Regions from separate parts of the Danio rerio genome. Here region 2 is linked to region 1. The links are chromatin contacts, called in public Micro-C maps. All regions are on one chromosome and are shown on one strand. The core of a region is the stretch at or near the end of the contact, and the rest is flanking DNA. Distances in the headings are between cores, read along the strand shown.

Region 1 (5,186 bases), core at 1,433-3,932:
CTTTAATCTGGAATGTATTAACAAAGGACATATATATACATATATATATATATATATATATATATATATATATATATATATATATATATATATATATATATATATATAAATATATATATATATATATATATATATATATATATATATATATATATATATATATATATATATATATATTGTTTAATATGGAAAAGAATTCATCGAAAATGCATTTTTGCCTTATTGCCCAGCTCTATACTGGAAACATTCTAGTATATGGAAAACAAAATCAAATTGAAACCTGTAGCAAGCTTATTATTTTGAGGCTTGAACCTTCTTTTTCCCTTTTAAATGTTTTTCTGCTTTATGAAAGTGAATTTAAAAAGGACAAAAGTACTAGTTTAATATAAATTAATTGCTTTAAGCAGTGACAAGAAAACCTTTCAGCAAATATGCTTCTCCAGTTTATTTTCATTAATACTTTGTATTTGCACTTCAACAATTATTTGATTTCATAAGAGTCCAACCTGTTGACCCTAAAACGAAATACTCATAAGTCTGCCCTAAACAGCCACTTCAACATATAAGAGTAATTTCTATCTTTTCCTTACAAATGCAGTGAGCTCATGCACGCTAATCTGCATATTGCCTGACACGTCCTCGTGCTCTGATTACACAGGAACATCATTTCATTCACAAATTAAGGACGTAAATTATTCAGAGCTAATAGATTGAGACAGACGGCGGCAGCCTCTAGGATAACCTAATCACTTACTATAAGAAATTGCTACAAAAATGGAAATCACTTGAACATTTTTACTGTCTGAAAAATCTGTCAGTCTGGACAGCGTGTTCAATGTTAAGCAGGTGGCATGCAAGGTTTTAAGACCCGACCTCTTTACATCTTCAATTTTACCTGTGCATGCATGCAAGTGACTTAAAAACTGGAAAAAAAACAACAACAACGGATTCATTTTCATTGTCCTCTTCTTACACACGACAAAATCTTATCTTGAAAGAGAGGGGAGCGTTTTAGAGTGAGATCCCTCCTCCCTCCCGGTCAGAGAAAACAATGCAACATGACTTTAATTTTTTTACCTTCTGTCCGACTGCGCGCTGAGCTGTACACATCCATGTATAGGGTAAAAAGCGCATTTTGATGAACCGAATAGGCTATAGCGTTGCTCATTGTATTATGTGCAATTGCCAAAAAAAAAAGCGGTATGCGACGACATATGCCGCTTTTAACAAAACGTCCCGACATCTAATTTCGTTCATAAAACTAACCGATGAGACACGAGCGTCGAATAAAAGATGATCAAATCGACTTTTCGGCATTCGGCAGATGCGAGGACTGGGAAATATGCTTTTAAATGTATGCAAGGCGATGACCAAAGCTGCAGCCGGCGGATAGAGATCTGCAAATGGAAATCAGGGTAACTCTGGATCTAGTTTTATTTAACGGAGATGCACTAGTTTTTAATCAGACTGTAGTGAAGATAAAAAACATATTAGTGCATAACGCATGCGACGATTCAATCGCATTTCTTGAATTCATTGTCAATTTATAGTTGTGTGTCTCTTAATATGCTTTACTGCGAAGAGTGACAAACGGACGCACATTAACTACCCGAGCTTCTCAATCATAACTGTTTGCAGTGAGGATATTATTATTACAGTTCCAGACCACGCCTCTCCGGGAACTTCTGACCAACCACAGAGCGGTTTGCATGAGCGACACGGTTGCGCGCATGCGCGGGGTGAGCGTGACTGTAGCGCGGGAGTGCTTTGACACTGGGAAGAAGGACGCAGAAATTGTCAACAGTGGCTGAAGTAAGTGTTACTGAAGTTGTTACAGCCTGAATGACAAAAACGCCTGTATTCGACGAAGAGGAAAGGTTTCGCCTTCTGATGATACAACTTACACGCCGATGACTGACAATTTAGTGCTTTAAATACAAAGCGTTCAACTGCTAACAACACCAGTTAAAACCAATAAAGGTAAAGTTGGTTTTATATTCGCACATTCGTTTATTTAGCAGCCTCTGTATTGTTTACCATGTTACTTTGAATATTCGATTAGAATTAGCATGTAAGTATGACTTCTAAACAACATTAACACTATCTAATTCACTGTAAACAATGTTGTACTGTGATAGCCATTTGCTGCTAATATGGTTTCCCTATTTACAATTTGCAAAGAATAGTTTTCTGAAATAATATTATTAAGGAGAAATTGAGAATGTCTTAATATTTAAATATAAAACCAACTTTACCACTATTTAAAACAAAGCATTTTCCATTGAGGTAAAGTCAGTTTTATGTTCGCAAATTCTGACGTTTTCCTCAATAATATAATTTCAGAAAAGCATTATTTGCAAATTCTAAGTAGGGAAATCATATTTTCAGTTAATACACTGTTCACGGTCAAATAAATAGAGCTTATGTTGTTTTAAAGTCATACTTGCGTGAATATTCAAAGTATAATATAGGACCCGTGTCACTTGTTGTCTTCAAGTTCAAAAATGGATGAATGTGCGAATATAAAACCAACTTCACATCTTTTCTTCGTTCAAGATTGTCTTGCATTCAGTCCAGACAAATGTCTTTAGTTTGTTTTTATTAAACAGTTGTTTGATTATCTTAGCCACTTTAATACATCGCTAAAATGGGGTTTTACAACATTTTTTTTTTTCTATTTAGCTCTCTTCCCAGTGGTCTGTTTGCACATTGTTGACATGGAGAGTGAGTTCTCACAGTCCCTCACTCCACCTGTGTCTCCATCTGCTCTGAATCATTATGGTGAATCTGCTCCCAGTCGGCCTCCTTGCTTCACCTGTGCTTATGAAGCAGGCAGAGAAGACACAGGACGGCTATCATCAAATGGCTACATCAGCAGAGGAGCCCTGAAGAGGTGCTTAGTTTCGGTGTTATAACAGTGATGCTTTAATCTGTTTCAGTTTGTCTAAGGTTAATAAAAAATGATCATCTTTTCCATGTTTAGGTTGCTGTTAAAGCTCGATCCAGCTCCTGCAGATTTTGAGGGGGACACAGTTGATATTTTTGACTTCCCATGGGTGACGGAGACGGCGCTGGTGGAATCTACCAAACTTCTGTTTGGCTTGTTCAGGTAGGAGTGCAGGTGTGTTGGCTCTGGAGGATTGCCACGTTGTCTGCTGAAACAGGAAGTCTGCTAATTTGACAATCTGTCTTTCCTTTCAGACAAAAGGTGTTAAAACTGGAAACGCTGGTGCAGTCCAGCTCACATGATTTTGGTAAGCATCTGGAGACTGACTTTTTAGGAAAAGTTGTTGCATTCTGATGAAATAAAATAAATATTCTTTTAGGTCAAGCAAGCAGTCTTCATTATGAGGCAGAGGAACTGAGGCAGCAGTGTGTGCTTTTCCTCAGCTATATCAAGGTGTTCATTTACAGGTACACATTTTAGAGAGCTCAAAGTTTTTGTACTCTTAACCTGTGCTATGGCTTGGCAATACTTTCAGAAGTAGATTTTTAACTTCTTGTATCAATGTTCAGGTTTTTGGAGCCCTCACAATCCCTAGATGAAGGTCCTGTTCACCCCTTTAAAGACGCAGAGGCTCAGCTGCCCTCAGTCTTAGTGGAGGAGCTTTTCAGCATCACACTTCTTATTGGACGAATCGGAAATCTGCCAGCTAATGTCCAGAGTGCTTTCACTATTCAACACCAGGGAAAGGTACAGCAGAACACTTTTGTGCTCGTTTCCTGTTTCAGGTCGGTGTCAAAAAGTGTGCTCCAAGTAGGGCCAATAATGCTGACATAAAGATTTTGTTCGACCTTATGGGAATAGTTATAGTACTGTAGATTAAATGGCAACAGCTGTTCACTACTAAACAGAGTTCAAATAATAAGTTTTAGTTTTTCACTAAATGTTAAACGAAGCGTATTTAATTTTATGTTTGGTCTGTGCAAAAAAATTAAAAATACATTATAATTATGATATTTAATGATATCATACACAGAACATAATAGAGTTTTACTATGATTTACAGAATACACTAGTGTAACAATATTTTGTGCCATAAAATATTTGCATATTTAGAACAAGAATAACTTAATTAATCACATTTAAAAGACTATTTAGTATCACAAATTGTACACTTTGGCTGCATTTATACTGCAGATCTTCAATTCCGATTACGTGACTATATTCAACATTTTTTGAAGACCCACTTTCAAAGTGACTCAAATCAGTTACTTTTGCATTCACTCTGCACACGCAAAGATGCAATGCCCCCATTTCTGTATTTAGTATGTTTGCAGGGTTGAATTTTTTTTAAATGTGTATATACTGTATGTATATATAGCATCCTTAAACACTGTGTTATTTGTCTTACTTGACACTGCTGCAAAGCATATTTTTTGACAAGGTGATTTGTAATAGTTTATGACAGAAAAGTCCTCTTTGGCCATCTTCTTTTAATCTAGGCTTCTTTGACCAGTAAGCATTTAATGTCATGCCCATGTGGTGTTAACCCAATTAAATTTAGTTTTTACATTTGCACTAAAAGGGGACAGTTTGAAATATATTGAATGAAGATTAAATAATAAAATAAATCAACTTTGTCTGCATTACACTGTTTGTCTTAATGCATTCATTAATGCATTCATATTTACAACTTTTGCCAGGGGTGTTGATTAGTCTTTAGATCTGCAGCATTTTATTATTCACCCTAGTAGCAAAAGAAAGTCTCATAAAGAATAGAAACTTACAGTGTCACCCCATGTACAGCTCTTTCCTCCATCCTGGCAACTATTGCATCTGCACCTGGACATCCACTGGTCTGTTCTAGAGATCCTGCACCTGTTGGAGCAAAGAATGATGGGTATGTTGCAATAGCCGGAAATGGGCTGAGATTGTGCTTGAATCTGGGACTGTCCTACTAATGAGTATTTTGTCCTGGTGATTTCAAAAGGTCAGGTAGTTTACGCACACCAGTTTGTGAACTTAACAGGAGAGACGCTCACCAACATCAGTCTTTTTGAAGACCAGGTCAACAACCTGTTTTGTGATCTCATTGGCCTGGCCATGAACAAATATAATAAGGTGTGTTTTTAAACAAACATAAAATACACGGTGGTGTAAAGGTTAGGAGGTACAACAATCTTTCTTTCTCTTCCTCCAGGTGAGACCAACAGAGACTCTGAACACTCATCACTATCACTGC
Region 2 (5,186 bases), core at 1,337-3,836, 260 kb before region 1:
ATTATTTGACTTGAAATGAAAATATTGCATGTCACATCATTTGCTTTTCCCATTCTCCACAATACTGTGTAAATAACCTCTATTTCAAAATAATTAAAAAAGACATTCAAATGTTTGAGATATATAATATTGAATTCGTTGGGTAGAAAATAGTGCTAACATTGTTGAAAACTGAACATTGTTTACTATACATAAACATATAGTAAAGTCAGCTCATTAATTTATAAAAAAGCAGCTGAATGTGGGTTAAAAAGCAACTGACTCACGCGAGAGATAGCAAGCAATATTCGGCTAAAATGACTATAAATATAAAGGCAAAATAGACCAACTCTAATGTCAAAACAAATCGAGACCCAAATAAAAATAAACCAAAACCTCTAAAATATTTCCCCAATTCAAAATAATACGAAAAAGTGCTCAAGTGAGAGAATAACGTAGCTATGTCCTTTAAAAATTATACAATATTTACAGCACTGTGTGGAGTCCTGTCAAACAATTGTATTTTATGGTGATTCGTCTTTTATCGAAGAAAAATGCCAGGTTTCTTTCTCTAGCCCTTCGGCGACCTGTCTGCAGCTCGATGCTGGAAGTTTCTTTTGATTTCTTTTCAATTTAGAGCATCCGTATTGATAAAACGGAGACTAGAAGAGACTAGAATCAATTGTGTGTGACTAATTTCTTGGCGCCAAGACTACAACATCTGCTTAGTGTGACCTTGCACCTCATCACTGTGTTTCTATAAGTAAATATAATGTATCTAAAATAGCCTGATAATAATGATAATAATAATAATAATAATAATAATAATAATAATAATAATAATATTAAACGTTTAAAGGCCTTTTGATCAAAATAAATAGTCAAATACTGTAGATAGATGCATGTCACACTGATGTTGTTTTCCAGTAGAATCGATGTTCACCTTCAGTCGCCCACAACAAAAGTAAAAATGGCGTGTATTTGTCAAATGCTGCAGCACTAGTCACTTTTCAGGCTAAGCCTGCAAAAGCAAATGCAGTGAATGCGTCTCGATGTAAACAACTGGCTATGGGACACCCATGCTCGCGTTTGAGGGACATTTCGCTCGTCTCAAAGTGTTTGATAAATAGTAGGGTTACACCTTAAAACTGCGTCTTTTCACAGTGCTGGGTATTCACAGAACAACCGTTCTCTTTGCTCGCGCAGGGAACGCACGGTCCCCCTCTCTGTTGCAGCAGTAGCCTACGAATTTTGAGAAACATTGAAGACGGATATAATCTGCTCGCCCGCCTCAGTAGTCTAAACCGCAGCTGCTTTCACTTTGGATAGTTCCAATGTGAACATAATCATAAATGAAGACTGAAGCAGTCAATATGATAAGATATGTCCTTGTTTTGTAAGTGTTTTTTGAGTGTTTTTTCTCTCCCCCCTCACTGAACTGGCGTCTGAACCCCGTGATGCGGCGGCGTGTCTCCGTATACGTCCTCGGTACCCGGTAGAGGTCCGCCGGGAGGAGTCATCCGTTTTTCTTTCTGTCTCCTGTTACAAAACCAAACCCTCACTACCTCTTTTTCCAACTGCAGACTGTCCGCCAGTGAAGTAATTTCCGACGCGGCTGGCTTTGGGCACTTAAGGAAATGGCTCTCCAAAGCCCCTTTGACGCTTACCTCGATGGAAGTCCTCTTTTTCCGTTTCCTCCCCTGCGCTGCTATCTTGTCCAAGCTCGTGGGGCTTCCAGATGTGGAGTCTGCCTCCTCCAACCACTTGTTCAACAAAGGCTTGAGCTTGCACATGTTTTTGAAGCTGAGTTGCAGGGCCTCAAACCTGCATATTGTGGTCTGCGAAAACACATTTCCATAGAGCGTTCCCAAAGCTAGTCCTACGTCCGCCTGCGTGAAGCCCAGCTTGATCCTCCTCTGCTTGAACTGTTTGGCGAACTGTTCCAAGTCGTCCGAGGTCGGCGTGTCCTCGTCCGAGTGGTCGTGGTGGCTCTGGTGCGACTGGTGCTGGTGCTGGGACGGTGGATGGCCGTGATCGCTGAGATGCGGGCTGTGGTGGTCCTCGTGCGCGTCGCGCATGCTGTGGTGGTGGATGCCCTGGCCGCTGCCCGGAATGAGACCGTTCACGCTGAAGCTGGGCTGCGAATAAATAAGGCTCTGTCCGTTCGATGTGGCCATGCTGGGGATGTGAGCTGCCGTCGTTGTTCTCCATGCCCTTGAATCGTGATGGTTCCCGTGCGTCTGATGTACCAGGTGGGGTGGCCGCGACTGATGCTGGAGATTGCTGGAATTGTGCATCTCGTCCCGGGGGCTCTGCACCGCTGGCTTGATGTCCTGCTCGCCGAGGGGACTGGACGACCACGGACCTCCTTCTCCGTGTGACAAGGCTGTTATCCACTGGTGCGCGTGGCTGAGCGGGTGACTGTTGCTCTGCAGTGAGTAGTCACTCTGCAACAGGGTTTGCGCGTCCCTGTAAGCCGTAGCTTGCTGCATGCTTCCAGGCTCCGAGTGTACAATAGATGGACTGGAGGTGAGGATATTGTAATGATTGGATGCTGTAGTCGCCATGACTCTCGGAGCCGGACTGATCGCTCCTATTAAAGGAACCTTGCATTTGACAGTTACTCTTTTGCCACAGGCGTCTCCCAGGCTCTTTGCCAAGTGGACGCAGAGGCGCGCACCTGAGCTCCGCCTCTCGACCACGCTCATTGGCTGAGAAAGGATGATGGACGCGCTTTTTTGAGGCAGCTTTCAGCTGATTGGACGCTCGAGAGTCTTAACAAACACTGCCTTCTTCCCTCAAAAGAACTCCGTGTCCTGCAGCACCTCTGAAATGTGAGGGACCGACGGGCCAACAAGACCAGGGCGAAGAACATCAAAGGTTAAGATTTTTATAACTTGGAGAGAAATTTATTTCAAACTTGTCTCTTATGGAATTTGTGATTGTGTGCGTAGCTATGTATGTTTGTAAGCTTTATGTATGTAGATTATTTATTATAATTTATCTATTTGAAAAATAAATAAATATATGAAAACTTTTTTAATGATGTCATTTCACGTGTTTTTTGTTTTTACAGGTTCTGGGATTTATTCGTAAAATAAAGGGAAACTTTTGTATTCTTTCTAGCGTAATGTTTGCTGGTCAAGCTAAGAAAATTATACTTATACATTGTTAATTTAACAGAGAATCTTCTGAGTTTTTTTTTTTTTTGCAAAAAATTAACTATAAAGTGAAAAGGTTTTGACAAACTTATGGAAAAATGGGCGCTTGACTCATTAAAGTGTTAGATTTTGAAGAGCTGACATAAACAAAAGCCTAAATTAATAATATTTTTGGTCACAAAATAACATTGATGATCAGAAATAAATGATCATTTTAGCAGATTAGTAAAGAATAAAAATGTGGTAACTAACTTCACAAAGTAAATAATAAAAATAATAACCCCCGAAAGTAGAGAAAAATAAACAAAATCAGTACTATTTATTTATAAGCAGATGATTCATTTGTTTAATTCACTATAAATGTAATCATAAAGCATAAAGAACTCAGAGAATGAGAAACGGGACATATTGCTATATAATTTTGTATTTTACTTTAAAAAATAAAGAGCAGCATAAAGTGTACAATTATTGGATGCCATAAACAATTAACAACTGGTATAAGAGAGGGAAGTAAAGGATTAAACATTTAAAAGACTTGTTCACTAAACACATGGGTAAAAATAAAATACTTCAAACTAAAATTATATATAAGATTTATAAAAACTTTTATAATTAAATAAAGACATAAATGTGGCACAATATGTAAATTATTTAGATATATAGACCACGTTTTATTGATTAGATAAAACAAAAAAATTCCGATTATCTAAACAGAAGTTACATGATTTACAATCAGAAGCACTTGTGCTGCAAACTTAGTGACTTTCTAAACACAATGGAAACTGACTAGTAAGTATTTAAGTATTTTTTTACTTTTTTTTTTTGTTTTCTATGTTAATTACAATTAAACAGGCTAAGTCATTATTAGGCAATTCCAAACATTTTAAATAAGCAGTTACGCTTCTCTTTTAACCACAACTGTCTCTATAAATCCTAATAGAAAATAAAAAAAACTTTTTCTTTTGGGGTCTGCATGGTGTACTCACGTCAAAAGAATATTTCAAAGAGGAACAGTGGGCCGTTTGGGACCGCAGGTGTCTAAAGCTGACCAGCTGGCTTCTCTGTGAGCCTCTGTAAAGAAAAGCACACGACATTGTCCGAGGAGGGGGACATTTTTTCAGCGGCGCTGCTGGTTGCTATAGAGAGCAGTAAATTAAACAACGCCTCATACGTCACCAGCATCGCCTCCTCTGGACGGCCCTACGTAAATCAGCAAGGGTAATGGACAAAAGACAAAAAGGAGCAAGGAAGACAGAGAGATCAGCTGATTTTAAGGAACTGTTTAAAGGTAGTAAATAAAGTGTAATTTGCACAGCTAATGAACTTTAACGCAGGGCGTACAGCGCCGTACAATTACGCATCACTTAGGTAACAATATAGCCTATAATAAACATGGTTCAAATCCCAATAAACCTTGCATTCGCTTATATAAAAACAGGAAAAGTTAACTTTTTTCAAATATCAAATTAGCTTATGTATTAACGTTTATAATTATATTTGTTAATATTATTATAATGCACATCGCGTATGTTTGAAATGGGTCAATAAAAGATGGGGTCGGCCTTTTATTAAGTTAATAATGTACAGTGTGGTCATCATGGCAATGACAGTTGCCTATCCAGTATAAAACAGGACGAAACATTTGATAGAAAAAGATTCAGTGGCCAGAAAAAGAAAGATAAAAGCTGAAAAAACTGAACAGAGAATATAATAGGTGGGGTTAAAGGGCGTTTTAAAAAAGAAAAAAAGGAGAAACTTTAAAGACACGTTCCGGAAATTCATCCGCGTAATAATGAACATCATTGTGGCGTAACAGTGAAATCACCCAAATCAAAAGAACATTTATGGCAATTAAGGTTGTAATTCAGAGAATTACCACAACGCCACAGAAGCTTAAATAGTCGTGTTGGGAGAAAACCAAAGCACATTACTTTAATGGTATAATATGCAAACTATGGATCGTTCAATTACATGGCTTAACAACGCATAAATGATGCGAGTCTTGTTATTTGGACTGTGGGGTCTACGGTAATTCATTTGGAAGGG

What was found. Hi-C and Micro-C count contacts between places; a contact is called where the count stands out from the background.
Region 2: a contact with region 1 is called in a Micro-C map of caudal fin, with 6 times the contacts expected there. The contact joins the promoter of pou3f2b here to the promoter of mms22l in region 1. A contact is called at or near these places in 8 of 18 Hi-C or Micro-C datasets (caudal fin, embryo, fibroblasts and 3 more) and 3 of 4 datasets of contacts at active chromatin or transcription factors (caudal fin, embryo and gastrula embryo).

What each region holds. Positions count from the first base shown.
Region 1 is chr16:35,501,920-35,507,105 of GRCz12tu, reverse strand. mms22l (MMS22-like, DNA repair protein) reads left to right here and starts at 2,682. Exons shown (of 24, transcript NM_001130601.1): 1 at 2,682-2,893; 2 at 2,984-3,109; 3 at 3,202-3,254; 4 at 3,327-3,414; 5 at 3,517-3,694; 6 at 4,751-4,844; 7 at 4,935-5,065; 8 at 5,145-5,186. The coding sequence starts at 2,718. It overlaps LOC137487924, which reads right to left. Exons shown (of 10, transcript XM_073926253.1): 3 at 4,732-4,822.
Region 2 is chr16:35,761,835-35,767,020 of GRCz12tu, reverse strand. It overlaps pou3f2b (POU class 3 homeobox 2b), which reads right to left and starts at 2,586. Exons shown (of 1, transcript NM_131160.1): 1 at 1-2,586. The coding sequence starts at 2,546. The coding sequence ends at 1,410. All of the region lies in intron 9 of LOC137487924, which reads right to left.